Regions from separate parts of the Sus scrofa genome. Here region 1 is linked to region 2. The links are chromatin contacts, called in public Hi-C maps. All regions are on one chromosome and are shown on one strand. Each heading gives the region's core, a stretch centred on a gene start, on an enhancer-like site or on the middle of the called end of the contact. The rest is flanking DNA. Distances are from core to core; before and after follow the strand shown.

Region 1 (6,558 bases), core at 3,338-5,837, 92 kb before region 2:
AACCATGAGGTTGTGGGTTCGCTCTCTGGCCTTGCTCAGTGGGTTAAGGATCCGGCATTGCCGTGAGTGTGGTATAGGTCAAAGATACGGCTCGGATCTGGCACTGGCTGTGGCTCTGGCATAGGCTGGCAGCAACAGCTCCGATTAGACCCCTAGCCTGGGAACCTCCATATGCCGTGGGTGCGGCCCTGGAAAAGACAAACTTTATATATATATATATATAAACACACACACATACATATATACATATACATACTGGAACCTTATTATAACAGTATTTCCTATAAAACAGTAATCAATATAAAATGGATCCAACCTCAATCCATGGAGTTTAGGTTCTGCAATTTCGACTACTCCCACTTTTCAACTGGTTCACATTTTGTTGTGTGGCTAAAAGAGAACTTAAACCTTCACGATTTCCCCCAACTTCCACATAAACAAAAGGAAGAGATCATAAATAGTAACCCTGGCATTACAAAAAAACTCTACTAAAAAATCTCACTGCATGTGGTTTCAGCGAGAAAATGGAGACAAGATGGCTTTATAGCTTATACTTTTAAACAAATATATAAATGTATATATTTCTAAATTTTATATCATTACAAAAAGTCTCTAAATTTCAAGTGTTTAAAATATCTGAAAATTGGAGTTCCCGTCGTGGCGCAGTGGTTAACGAATCCGACTAGGAACCATGAGGTTGCGGGTTCGGTCCCTGCCCTTGCTCAGTGGGTTAACGATCCGGCGTTGCCGTGAGCTGTGGTGTAGGTTGCAGACGCGGCTTGGATCCCGCATTGCTGTGGCTCTGGCGTAGGCCGGTGGCTACAGCTCCGATTCAACCCCTAGCCTGGGAACCTCCATGTGCCGCGGGAGCGGCCCAAGAAATAGCAACAACAACAACAACAACAACAACAACAAAAAAAAAAGACAAAAGACAAATAAATAAATAAATAAATAAAATATCTGAAAATTAATATGAAACAGTGAGAAAACACCGAATAGGAATCAAAATTACACTCTTACTTTCCATCATTCTACTAGTTATTGACAGAAGTGATATCAGTCATATCTATTTCCTAACTTGCAAAATGAAGCTTCGTATTTCATATCTCCTAAAAAATAACCAATATGTGAAGTACTTCAAGTTTCCTACAGGCAAATGAAAAATGAAATTAAGACATAACAAAACCCATAGCAGTCTTTGGGAAATAAGTCATTCTACACAGCTTAGGGTTTGCCCTGTTAACAATTTTTAAAATATTTTGGTTGGATATTATTCTAAACAATACTATCCACTTCTTCACATTAAATAGGATATACTGACTATTTAACCATTTCCTCATCAATCAGGATCACAGTTATAAATATCAATTACTGGTGTACAAAGATATCCTGCAGGTGGTTGACCGAGGTCCAGTTACCTGAGAACTGTCCCAAACAGTGAGAAATGCCATATTATGATGGCTTTATATAGCAACAGCTTTATACAGCAACAGTTTTATATGACAACCTTTTGATCATTCATTTATTCACTCTAACATTTATTCAGTGCTTACTATGTGCCAGGCACTGCTAGATACTGAAGACAGCTACGGACTTCAGTCTAGTAGGGAGAGGCAGACTATGAGAAACAAGCATACGTTATGCTAGGATTGCTGTGCTTATTTCATGGACCTGTGCAACTAAGGCACAAAGCAAGAAGTGGTTCCTCAGTGTGCTGGAGAACTGCACTTCCACACATCATCATCACTACCACCTCCTCATCCTCCACCCCCCTTTTTGTTTGTCCAACACATCCCAGGCCAGGGACTGAACCAGCGCACAGCTGTAACCAGAGCCACAGCAGTGATGACAGATCTCAACCCACTAAGCTATGAGGAAACTGCCCTCATCGCACAACAGCACTAAACCCAAAGCCTGAGGCAGCGATCCTCAAAACCAAACCCTAACAACTATGTAAATCAGGTTTGCGATTTTCCCACAAACCTTGATTCCTAGAAGAGCTATGCTTGGCTAGCCTGAAGTTACGGCCTGGTGTCGTTCATAATATTTGGAAGCCTTGCATAAGATACTTGTCTAGAACAGCTCTGCATATATCATTTCAGAGGTCAAGTCTTACAAAGATTAATGGATAATTAGAAGCTAAAAGATGGGAACTTTGCTTTCACAATTCTTAATGCATAGATCTCCATTAATGCTACCCTGTTTCTCCTACAAGAAATCAGCAAGTAAATAAGGTGGATATGAACACTATCTTAAAAAGGGGTCGGAGTTCCCATCATGGCACAGTGGTTAACGAATCCGACTAGGAACCATGAGGTTGCAGGTTCGATCCCTGGCCTCACTCAGTGGGTTGAGAACCTGATGTTGCCGTGAGCTGTGGTGTAGGTCGAAGACGTGGCTCAGACCCCGCGTTGCTGTGGCTCTGGTGTAGGCCTACAGCTCCGATTAGACCCCTAGCCTGGGAACCTCCACATGTCACGTGAGCAGCCCTAGAAAAGACAATAAATAAATAAACAAATAAAATTTTTAAAAAATAAAAAAATAAAAAGGGGTCAAAGGAGTTCCCATCATGGCTCAGTGGAAATGAACCTGACTAGGATCCATGAAGACGCAGGTTCCATTCCTGGCCTTGCTCAGTGGGTGAAGGATCCAGTACTGCTGTGAGCTGTGGTGCAGGTCGAAGACATGGCTCAGATCTGGCGCTGCTGTGGCTGTGGTGTAGGCCAACGGCTACAGCTCCAATTTGAACCCTAGCCTGAGAACCTAAATATGCCACAGGTGTGGCCCTAAAAAGACCAAAAACTAACTAAATAAATAAGGGTTAAAAACAAAATACTGAAATGCATGGGAATTTTGTCGTTATGCTACATTTTGGTAAAATAGAATTTTTAAAAATTGGATTTACTAGCCCAATCAAATCCAAGGTAATTTAATTATTCTAGCACTTCTCAGAAGTCCTTGGGACCAGGTACTTTTGAGTCTTTATACCACTGTTATAAATCAAGGATAGGAGAAGCAAAGTGAAAACTAAGCCATCTACTACTCAGCCATAAAAAAGAAAAAAATAATGCCATTTGCAGCTACGTGGATGGAACTAGAGACTCTCATACTAAGTTAAGTCAGAAAGAGAAAGACAAATACCATATGGTAGCACTTATATCTAGAATGTAATATATGGCACAAATAAACCTTCCACAGAAAAGAAACTCACCGACTTGGAGAAGAGATTTGTGCTTGCTGACAGGGGGTGGGGTGGGGGCGGGGGGGTGGAGTGGAGGGATGGACTGGGAATCTGGGATTAATAGATGCAAACTATTGCACTTAGAGTGGATAAGTAATGAGATCCTGCTCTATAGCACAGGAAACTATATCTAGTCACTTAGGATGGAACATGATGGAAGATAATGTTAGAAAAATAATGTATATATACATATGTGTGTGTATATGCGTGACTGGGTCACTGCTGTACAGTAGAAAACTGACGGAACACTGTAAACCAACTATAATGGAAAAAAACTTTTTTAAATCATTAAAATCAAAATTAAAAAAAAAAAAAGAAACTAAGCCATCCAACTCTGCAGTCAGACTCGGACTTCAGATGTGCCAGGTAACCTGATTCATTCAATTCTCTTCACAAATGACTAACAACGCTCCAAGGTGCCAGGCCTTTCAGATGTTACAGGAACAAAACTATCATCAAGATTCTGATTTTATAAGCTATTTTACCGAACTCAGGTAAATTCCCAAATCTCTCTAAATCCTGGTTTCCATGTCTGTTAAATGAGATAAACTTTATACTGTACTCATTGTACCCTTGCTTTGTGCCAGGCACTTTCTAAATGCTTTGATCCACATATCTTTAAGTGGTAGGTCTACACCTGTCTGTCACACCTTATAACGAAGATGAAATAAGTTATTTGTGAACTATTTTGCATAGTGCTTGACAGAAGGAAGAACTCCAAGTTAGCTACTGTTGTCATTAAAATCAGTTACTGGTCATTTCTCAAATTTTACAAAAGCTGTGCACGATTAGGTAAAAGCTAAGGTTCAGATAAGGTGACAGCCAGAGGAATTTTGCCACAATTTTGTCACCGGCGTGAAAGTTCTCGTTGCCACACTCCCCCCATACATCCCACCGGGGCCAACCCGAGCACACTCGCCGAGTGATGCGAGGAATGTGCAGGTCCGCTAGTCCAGGAGAGCTCGGAGGCCCACAGAGCCCACCAAGGCCCCTTCCAGCTGCTCCCCTACCTCCCACCAGGGGCAGACCCGGCTCGCTCACCGCAGCAGTTCCATGCAGTAGCGGTCCGTGCCCGAGGCACCCGATCCGCTCGCCGCGGCCACGCTTCGCCCTGACCCCGCGGACCCCGGCAGCCGCCGTGCGCGGGCCCACAAACCGCCGGGCGGCCGGCGGCGGCACAGGCCCGGAAGGCCAAGCCGTAGCGGGCCCCACGCCGAACCCAGCATGGAGGCGGCCATGACACCGACGCCGCGTGCCCTTTGACCCCGGGCTGTTGGCGCCCGGCCACGCCACGCCCCCAGCAGGTCCCGCCTAGCTTCTCCTAGTTGCTAGAAGGCGAACTGCGAATGCCACTCGGAGAAGAGCCAGGTGTCGCTGTGGTCCTCTACAAATGCGCCGCCGCCGCACTCCTCGGCCTTATAGGTTCCAGGAAAGCCCCGCCTAAGACGGATCTTGGCCTCTCCTCATCCCTTCCAGGTCCTTCTGAAGATATATTTATCAAGGTAGGAGGATAGAGAATAACTGACAGTTTACTAGCTTGATTTGCAAATTTTAAATATTTATTCACATGGTATGTGAGCCTTCTTTGGTACTCTTACACTCAGGCCCCTCAAATGTTACAGGTGGGTCTAGTTGCCACGAACTGACCTGGTCCAAGCCGGCAGCTGCCTGCCTCTCGATCTCAGTGACACCTCTTGCCTCCAGATTTGCTCAAACTTTTCTTGTTGCAGCCACGCAAGTTCTTTCTAAAATATACCTCTGATCATGACTCTTACCTGCTTGACACACTTTACTGCGTGTTGGGTAAAACCTTTCAAAGCCTGTTTTTACCTTTCAGCCCTACCCCTAACTATTAGCATTTGTAACTCCAGCTTAATTTTGCCCCTCAAACTGCACCTAAGAGCTAGACCTGGAGTCTGGACCTAAGAGCTCTAGCCAATTCACCCTGCTCTGATTTTACTTCCTGAGACTGCCTCTTTTCCGCTAATGCGGGACCTCAGTCCCTGCTGCATCTCTTTTTTTCCCTGGGCTTCTGTCCTTTAGCTCTGACAGTTACACACTAGTCTTTCTGATACCAAAGTTTAAAGCTCCATTAAAAAAAAAAAAAAAAATCACGTATCTACATCTCTACTTCTGGTCTTCTGCCTGTCTGGATTTTTCCATCTCAACATCCTACCTTTATTTCAAAGTCCTTATGTCTAAAAACCAAATCAAACTAACTAATCTTCTTAGTCTCTTCATTTTTCTGGCCACTGTCCCCCTTCTCATAACTAGGGGAAACATTATGGAGTCATCCTTTCATATTCATACCTAACTGGTGAGGTCATATCATTTTTTTTTTTCCATTCTGTGGCAGCATAGTTGGTATAGCACTACCTGGATTCATATTCTGGCTCTGCCTCCTATCTCTGTGACCTTAGGTGACAGACTTACTTTTTCTTATGCCTCAAATTCCTCTGCTATGAAATGGAAATAATAGTAGAACCTCTCTCATAAAGTTCTGTTGAGAATTAAATGAATTAATACATTTAAGGCACCTAAGGTAGTGCCTGGCCTATAAACAGCACTCAAAACAAGTCAACCATGTAGGAAAAACATATAGAAAGATAGTTTACAATAACCAAAAAGATTGCTGGGTACTCAATGGAACCTTAGACATTGTCCGCATTATCTAATTATGTGGGGTCTTTGTGCCTTTCATTGTCTTTGAACTATTTTACAATTCTGTAAGTGGTAGACTATTGACAATAATGCAAATTATTCTTGTCCATAAATATGCAAATTATATCCTTTGGTGAGCCATTTGATTATTGTCTGTTGGATACTGACCAGTTTTGCAAGTTTTCATATCTTTTAAGCAGATTTACTTAAGCATTCCTGACCGCCTGTGTAAGTCTAGTAGTTTGAATACTTCTTTGAATTGGTTGCAATATTTTACTGGTTCCCCCACTAACTAAAGAGTTCAATGAAATTTTTGACATATGTTGATTTTTACTTCTGTATGAGAGTCTTGACTGTACAGTTTTGTTAAAAATTATTTTTTTAACAGCTGTCATTAGTTATTATTAACTTCTCTTTTGTTTTATTTCTAATACCTAGTTTCACATCTTTCTGATGGGTCTGTTTCTTTTGTTTTATTGTCTCTAGGCCAGTCAATCTATATATATTAAAAAAATACAGCCATATCTAGTAATTCTAGTAATCATAAATGCATACTAAAAGTGTTATGAGCCTGAAGACAGAATTTCACTTAATGGCAATAGAGGAAAAATTAAGAACTTTTAAAATTATTCTATGGATAACACACTATCACCAGC
Region 2 (6,567 bases), core at 1,179-3,678:
CGGATCCTATGCTGCTGTGGTGTGGTGTAGGCCAGCAGCTGCAGCTCCCATTTGACCCCTAGCCTGAGAACCTCCATAAGCTTTGGGTGCGGCCCTAAAAAGCAAAAAAAAAAAAAAAAAAAAATCCCCCAAATTCTGCTTTATGGTGGTCAATCTGTACCCTGTGGGCCTTTCTCTTGTTTAGCTTCGTGTTTCGGTTACCTATTGCTGTTTTGAAAACCACCCTCACATTTAGGGCCTTAAAACAAGATTTATTTGCTCACAATTCTGCAATTTTGGCTCATCTCTGTTCCATGTGGTGTCGGCTGGGCTTGGACCTCCCTAGAGAGCTTTTTCACTCAAAGGTGTGGTTCCTCAGCTGAGATAGGCTGAACATCTAGACGTCTTTTTCCATGTGATCTGTCCACATAGCCTGGACTTCCTTACAGGATGGTGGGCTCGTCTTAAGTGGCGGCTGACTCTCCCCACAGTACAAAGCAGAAGCTGTCAGGCTTGCTTAAGGTCTGGTCTTGGAAGACCTAGGGAATTATTTTTGCCACATTCTATTGGTCAAAGCAGTCACAGGGCCAACCCAGATTCAAAGGGAATAAAAAAAAAAAGAGACTTCACTTCATGACAAAGGAGATGCTGTTGTGACCATCTTCAGAAACATCATCTTACATTGCATTGCTTTCTCTATCATAACAAGGAATTGTATACTTTCACATTTTGCCTTTAATCTTATCAAGGTGGACGAAGGTAGGTCTTAATGTGACCTTTTAAAAGCCTTGGAGTTCCCGTCGTGGCTCAGCAGTAATGAACACAACTCATTGCCATGAGGACCCAGGTTCAATCCCTGGCCTCGCTCAATGGGTTGAGGATCCAGTGTTGCCATGAGCTGTGGTGTAGGTCACAGAGGTGGCTCAGATCTGGCATTGCTGTGGCTCTGGCACAGGCCGACGGTTACAGCTCTGATTCAACCCCCTAGCCTGGGAACTTTCATATACCACAGGTGCGGCCCTAAAAAGAAAAAAGAAAAAAAATTAGAGCCTTAAAAGGATCATCATGCCTTGATTCTGAATGGGAAGATGATCTCTCCATGAATTCCTAAGAAGAAACAAGAGACTATGGGGCTCCTAATGTAGTAATGACACTTGAGAGGATATATTAGGATGAGCCTCGTTTGCCAAAAAAACTAAAATCCAAGTTAAAGTCTTGTTCTACTTTCTGAGAATGGCCCTCGAATTACAGTTATTACTCTTGGGGGTCAGACAATCCCCTGTACTTTGATTTTCACCCTTTAAAACCAGGATTGTTGGAAACAGATTGATGACAGGATGTTTGTGAGGGCCAGAATGTGAGTCTTTCAGAATACTGTAATGTATCAGACACCTGTTGAGGGTATATAAATTTAACCTTGGGAACCACATCTCAGGCCAAACAAGATCCACCATAAGAGTGGAGATACATCAAAATAACTTCCTTGCCTTGGCCAGACAGTTAATCCATCAACATATGTACACAGCTTTGGTTTGGAAAGTATTTTCAAGCCCACTGTCTTATTTTCTTCTCACTATAAATAGTGAGCCCGCCTGTAGGTTGAATCTTGAGCCTGTGGGCCAGTTCAGTCAGGTCCCAGTATCAGTTACCACAGCGAGATGGGGCCTGGCTCCTTGTCCTAAAAAGAAGGTTGGGGAGTTCCTGTTGTGACACAGTGGAATTAAATCCACATCATGAGGATGTGGGTTCAATCCCTGGCCTCGCTCAGTGGGTCGGCGATTCTGCATTGCTGTGGCTGTGGTGTAGACTGGCAGCTGTAGCCCCAATTTGACCCCTAACCAGGGAATTTCCATATGCCCCATGGATGTGGCCCTAAAAAGAAAAAAAAAAAAAAAAGATATTGGGTGGGCGGCATTCCTATACCTGAATCTAAACTTTCCTTCCAAAGAAGGCCAAAAGGTTAGGTGGCCCTGCCTTAGCACCACGTCCACGATTTTACCCGTATACTGGCCTGAAGTGGTCTCTTGGGATCTTCGTCTCCATCACTCTCAACGTCCCTGATTTTCCCCTCACAGCAAAAAAAGCTTTGTGAGCCTTTGTACCCCAAACACTCGGCCTCTCACTTGGCCAAAGGGTCAGCTGAGGTCAGGGCTCTTCCTCTCGCCCATCGGTTCCAGTTGTCTTCACACTCCTGCAGGTTCCCATTTCGGTTCAGCCCCAGCCCTTCCTCTGTTCTCTCCCAGTCGCCCCAGTGCCAGCCCCCATCGCACCCCCACCCCTGCTCCCTCCCTTCCGCTCGCCCCCCTACTCTCCCATCGGCGCCCGGGCTTTGTTGCCCGGGCTTGTTTCTAACTCAAGAGCGTCGGCCGGCTGGGCGCCAGGTCACGTGCGTTAGTGACAACCTCTCGCAGGGCGGCCCCGGGGCCCCAGCGCCGCCGATTGGTGGGCCGGGGCTGGCGCGGCCCCGGGGCGGGGCGGCCGGGCGGGCGCAGCGGCTGATCAGCTGTTCCGAGGCTGCACAACAACAAAAGGAGCGAGACGGGCCGGCGGCGGCCAGCGGTGTGGCCACAGGAAGGCTGGACCGGCCCCGAGCCCCGCGCCCGTCGTCCGGGAGCCGCAGCTACCTCAGCCGCCCCGAACCGCCAGCGCGCCGGTCCCCGCCGAGCCCCGCCAAGCCGGGTGCCCGCTGCCTTCGCCGCCGTCCCGCCGCAGGTCGGGCCCAAGTAAGTGCGGGCGGGGCCGGCGTCCAGGGCCGCCTGCTCCCCGCCGCCCCGCTGCGCTGCCTGGTCCGCGCGCCCTGCCCTCGGGCCGGCTCGCGAGCAGCCGTCGGTGCGCTCCCGGCCTTCGCTGCCTCTGCAGCCTCCGCGGGCTGGACGCCCACCCCCTCGGTGGACCCTCGGCGGACCTGGGGTGCGGGAGGAGGCGGCCGTGCGGACATGGACCGGCCAAGCCCGGGCGTGGGGCGGCGGTTGGGTGTTTGGTTTCTGCCTCCTCCCCCGAGCGTGGCCTGTTTTCTTGGCCTCGGCGGGACCTCCTCTCTCCTCCTCCTCCTCCTCCTTACTCCCTTCCACATCTCCTCCTCCTCCTCCTGCCCTCCGCTGTCGGACGGGGGCTGTCCGCTTGGGACTCGGCTTCGGAGCCCCGGGGTCCGGAGGAGCGAACGCGGCCGCCGCCCGGGGACGTAGCTCTCCAGTTCCGCGGCGCTGCGGCCGCCGCCCCGCCAGCAACCCTCCCAGCGCTGGGTCGCGCTCGGTAGTGCAGCGGCTCCGGGAATCTTACCTGGAGACCTTAGGGTCCTCCTGTCCTTTGCGTGTCCCTTGACCCTGCCTGACCTTACACATCACCTTTTGAGGTTGCACCTGTGGAAAGAGTTTACTTGCCCATCAGAATTAAAATCCTCATCGTTTTGATCACTCCCGCTGATTGAGTGCTTATTATGTGCCATATACTGTGAAGGGCTTAACCTGCCTTATCCCAATTGATTGCCACAGTAATCCTATGAAGTAGGCTATATTATCTTATGGATAGGAAATTTGAGGCCCCAGAGAGATTAAGTAACCTACTCAAGGCCACACAGCCAGTTAAAAGGACATGGTGTTTCTTTTTAGTAGTTGCAGATGAATTTTATGTGGGGATTCCTTATTTTTATTGTATTTCCTAATTACATCTGCTCATTATCTTCTGAGTTAATTCCAATTTAGAGTAGATAGGGACACCCCCCCCCCACGCCACTTCCATCATTCAGAAAAGAGCCTTTTCTGAATACAAAGTAGTTTGGGGAAAGGGGAATGGAAAGTGAACAGTTAATAATCAGGTGCCCCAAGATCTTCAAATCACTTGTTTGCTAAGTGAAATGTATTTTTTCATTGCAAATGTGAAAATTCCTGGGAAGCGTTTGGTTTTAAATCACAGCCACTATAATCCTGAACCAGCAGCATAATTGTCTAAGACTCCTGCTTGGAATCAGGACCTTACTAATTTCCATGACCAAGGTCTCATTTGTTTTTGTATCCTATCTTTTGTTCCTTTTCTGTGAATACTTCATTGATTGCTTCCTCATCGTTCTCTTGGAAATGGCTCCACTTTCAAAACTAAAGGTTAACAGGCTATGAATTACCACTTATTGCTGTCTTTGTCCACTGTCATTCAGCCTTTGGGCCGACCCTGGTGGATCCCAGGGAGAATAACCCCCTTGTAGCTAGTGAAATAGGCTGAGTAGAGGGAAACAAGCAAAGACAACTTTCTTGGCTTCGTTTTTCTACAGTTTAAAATTGATTCAAAATTACTTTGAATTAGCACATTTTTCTGAACTAGTGAGAGAGGGTGGAATAGAAAGATCATTTTGAGGCTGCTTTTTGATGATGATGATTTGTTCGTTTAGCCACCTGATATTTCGAAACTGTCAGTAAGCCACAGCTGTACCCATAGTTAGAAGTTAAATCATCAAAGTTGTGGGATTTTTTTTTTTTTTAATTTAAAATGTTGTTTTTGGAGCCTCCTACTGGCAACCAGAACCAACTGAAAAGTGCTGTTCCCTGAAGTTCATAAAGCCAGAGTTGAGGCTGAAAGAGCCTGAGAAATCCTGGGGTGCGGGTGGGGGGCAGCCTGGGAGCGAGGTACTCAGAACCAGACTTATGCTCTAATGCTGGTCCTGCCCCCTGACCAGCTCTGTTACTTTGGAGCAAATTACTTAATTTCTGAGCCTCAGTTTCTCTGTTAGTCAGATGGGACAAACAGATACCTCGAGTCTGTCACATGCAGTAAGCATTCAGTAAATTGTAGCTGTAAACATTTTACAGATAAAAACACTCAGACCCAAAGATGCTAAGTGACTAGATCACAGTCATCCAACTGGTTTGAAGTGAACTTGTAGTTAATATTTACTGGGTGCCTGCTGTATGTCAGACTCTCTTCTAAGTGATACATATTTAATCCTCATATTGGCACTGCCCTCCCCATTTTAGGGATGAGAAAACTGAGGCACCAAGAAGTTACTATATAAGTACACACAAGTCGTAAGGAGCAGAGTCAATATTTCAAACAGAGCAGGCTAATTCCAGAGTTGTGCTGCCTCTAGGTTGGTTGCTTGTCTCCAAAATGAGAAAATAAATCATACTAACCAGCTCTTCCAGACTGATAACTCCTTTTCTGAGTTCTCAAACTAGAATGCTCAACCCCATAAGTATGGAGCATTCCTACTCAAGTAATGTAAAAACATTGCTGATAAAATAATAAAGCAGGATACAAAGTTGTGCATGCATTAGTCTACAATTATAAAAAGAAGCATGTATAGAAGAAAATGTACACTATACTAACAATAATGGCAACAAAACGTAAAGAACTATTTTCCTTATTCATCTTCTAAACTTTCTGTAATGTGATTTGATTTGTTTTATAGTAAGACATTTTTAAGGGAGGGATGGAGGTTTTTTTGAGCCAAGCAGAGAAGGGACAGAGCTGCCTTCTTTATCTATTTATTTATTTATTTTTTTTTTTGTCTTTTCCAGGGCCACACCCACGGCATATGGAGGTTCCTAGTCTAGGGGTCGAACAGGAGCTGTAGCCGCTAGCCTACGCCAGAGCCACAGCAATGCCAGGTCGACACCACAGCTCACGGCAACACCGGGTCCTCAACCCACTGAGTGAGGCCAGGGATCGAACCCACAACCTCATGGTTCCTGGTTGGATTCGTTAACATCTGAGCCACCATGGGAACTCCAAGCTGCCTTCTTTAAATGCTGGGGCCCAGACACTGTTTCTCTTCTCCTTTAGAGTGAGATGGTGGAGCTTGCAGATGCCAGGAAGAACAGCAGTGCCACCCCACCAGGCTTGATTCCCCTACCTCTTTGCTGAATTCCAGAACTGTATTTGTAAATTTGTCCTGGTAGGCCTCTCTGGAATTTTCGCTTTAGTTTTATCATTGTCTCTGAGTTGCGAATATCAGAAAGTCAGCACTGTGTGGTGAGGAGTGAAGTCTGAAGTTCTGCTTTGCCTTTTAGCTCCACATAGAACCAGCTCCAGCCTCCATTCCTGGGCTGGAGCCAAGGTCAAGAGTAGCAGTGACTTGGTAGGGACATCAAGACATTAGATTTATCTGGAACAGCATTTGTCCAATAGAAAATATGTAATGTGAGCTATATATGTATATTTAAATTTTCTAGTAACCACATGAAAGGAAAAAGAAACAGGTGAAATTAATTTATTTTTTTCTTTTTAGGGCCACACCTGTGGCATATGGAACTGTCTGGGCTCGGGGTCAAATCGGAGCTGCAGCTGAGGCCTAGGGCACAGCCTTGGGAACACCAGATCCAAGCCACATCTGCAACCTACACTGTAGTTTGCGGAAATCTTGGATCCTTAACCCACTGAGCGAGGCCAGGGATCGAACCCACATCCTCAGAGAGACAGTGTCAGGTTCTTAACCCACTGAGCCACAATGGAAACTCCCTGCTTTTATTAATATGCTTTATCTAACCTAACATATCGCAAATTAAATAAGACTACAGAATTCGTTTCTTGGTCACACTAGTTGCATTTCAAATGTTTTGGATCTCTCCAACAGCTCCTTGTCTTTGTGACAGCTACAGA

The links. A called contact is a pair of places that touch in the nucleus more often than the background predicts.
Region 1: a contact with region 2 is called in a Hi-C map of embryonic fibroblasts, with 4 times the contacts expected there. The contact joins the promoter of LOC106510020 here to the promoter of TP53INP1 in region 2. A contact is called at or near these places in 1 of 5 promoter capture datasets (liver), 33 of 47 Hi-C or Micro-C datasets (adipocytes, adipose tissue, alveolar macrophages and 16 more) and 2 of 2 datasets of contacts at active chromatin or transcription factors (alveolar macrophages and skeletal muscle).

The regions. Positions count from the first base shown.
Region 1 is chr4:41,651,175-41,657,732 of Sscrofa11.1, forward strand. LOC106510020 reads left to right here and starts at 4,588. Exons shown (of 5, transcript XM_013996593.2): 1 at 4,588-4,743. NDUFAF6 (NADH dehydrogenase (ubiquinone) complex I, assembly factor 6) reads right to left here and starts at 4,508. Exons shown (of 9, transcript XM_001925041.6): 1 at 4,283-4,508. The coding sequence starts at 4,479.
Region 2 is chr4:41,745,226-41,751,792 of Sscrofa11.1, forward strand. TP53INP1 (tumor protein p53-inducible nuclear protein 1) reads left to right here and starts at 2,429. Exons shown (of 4, transcript XM_001925224.6): 1 at 2,429-2,702.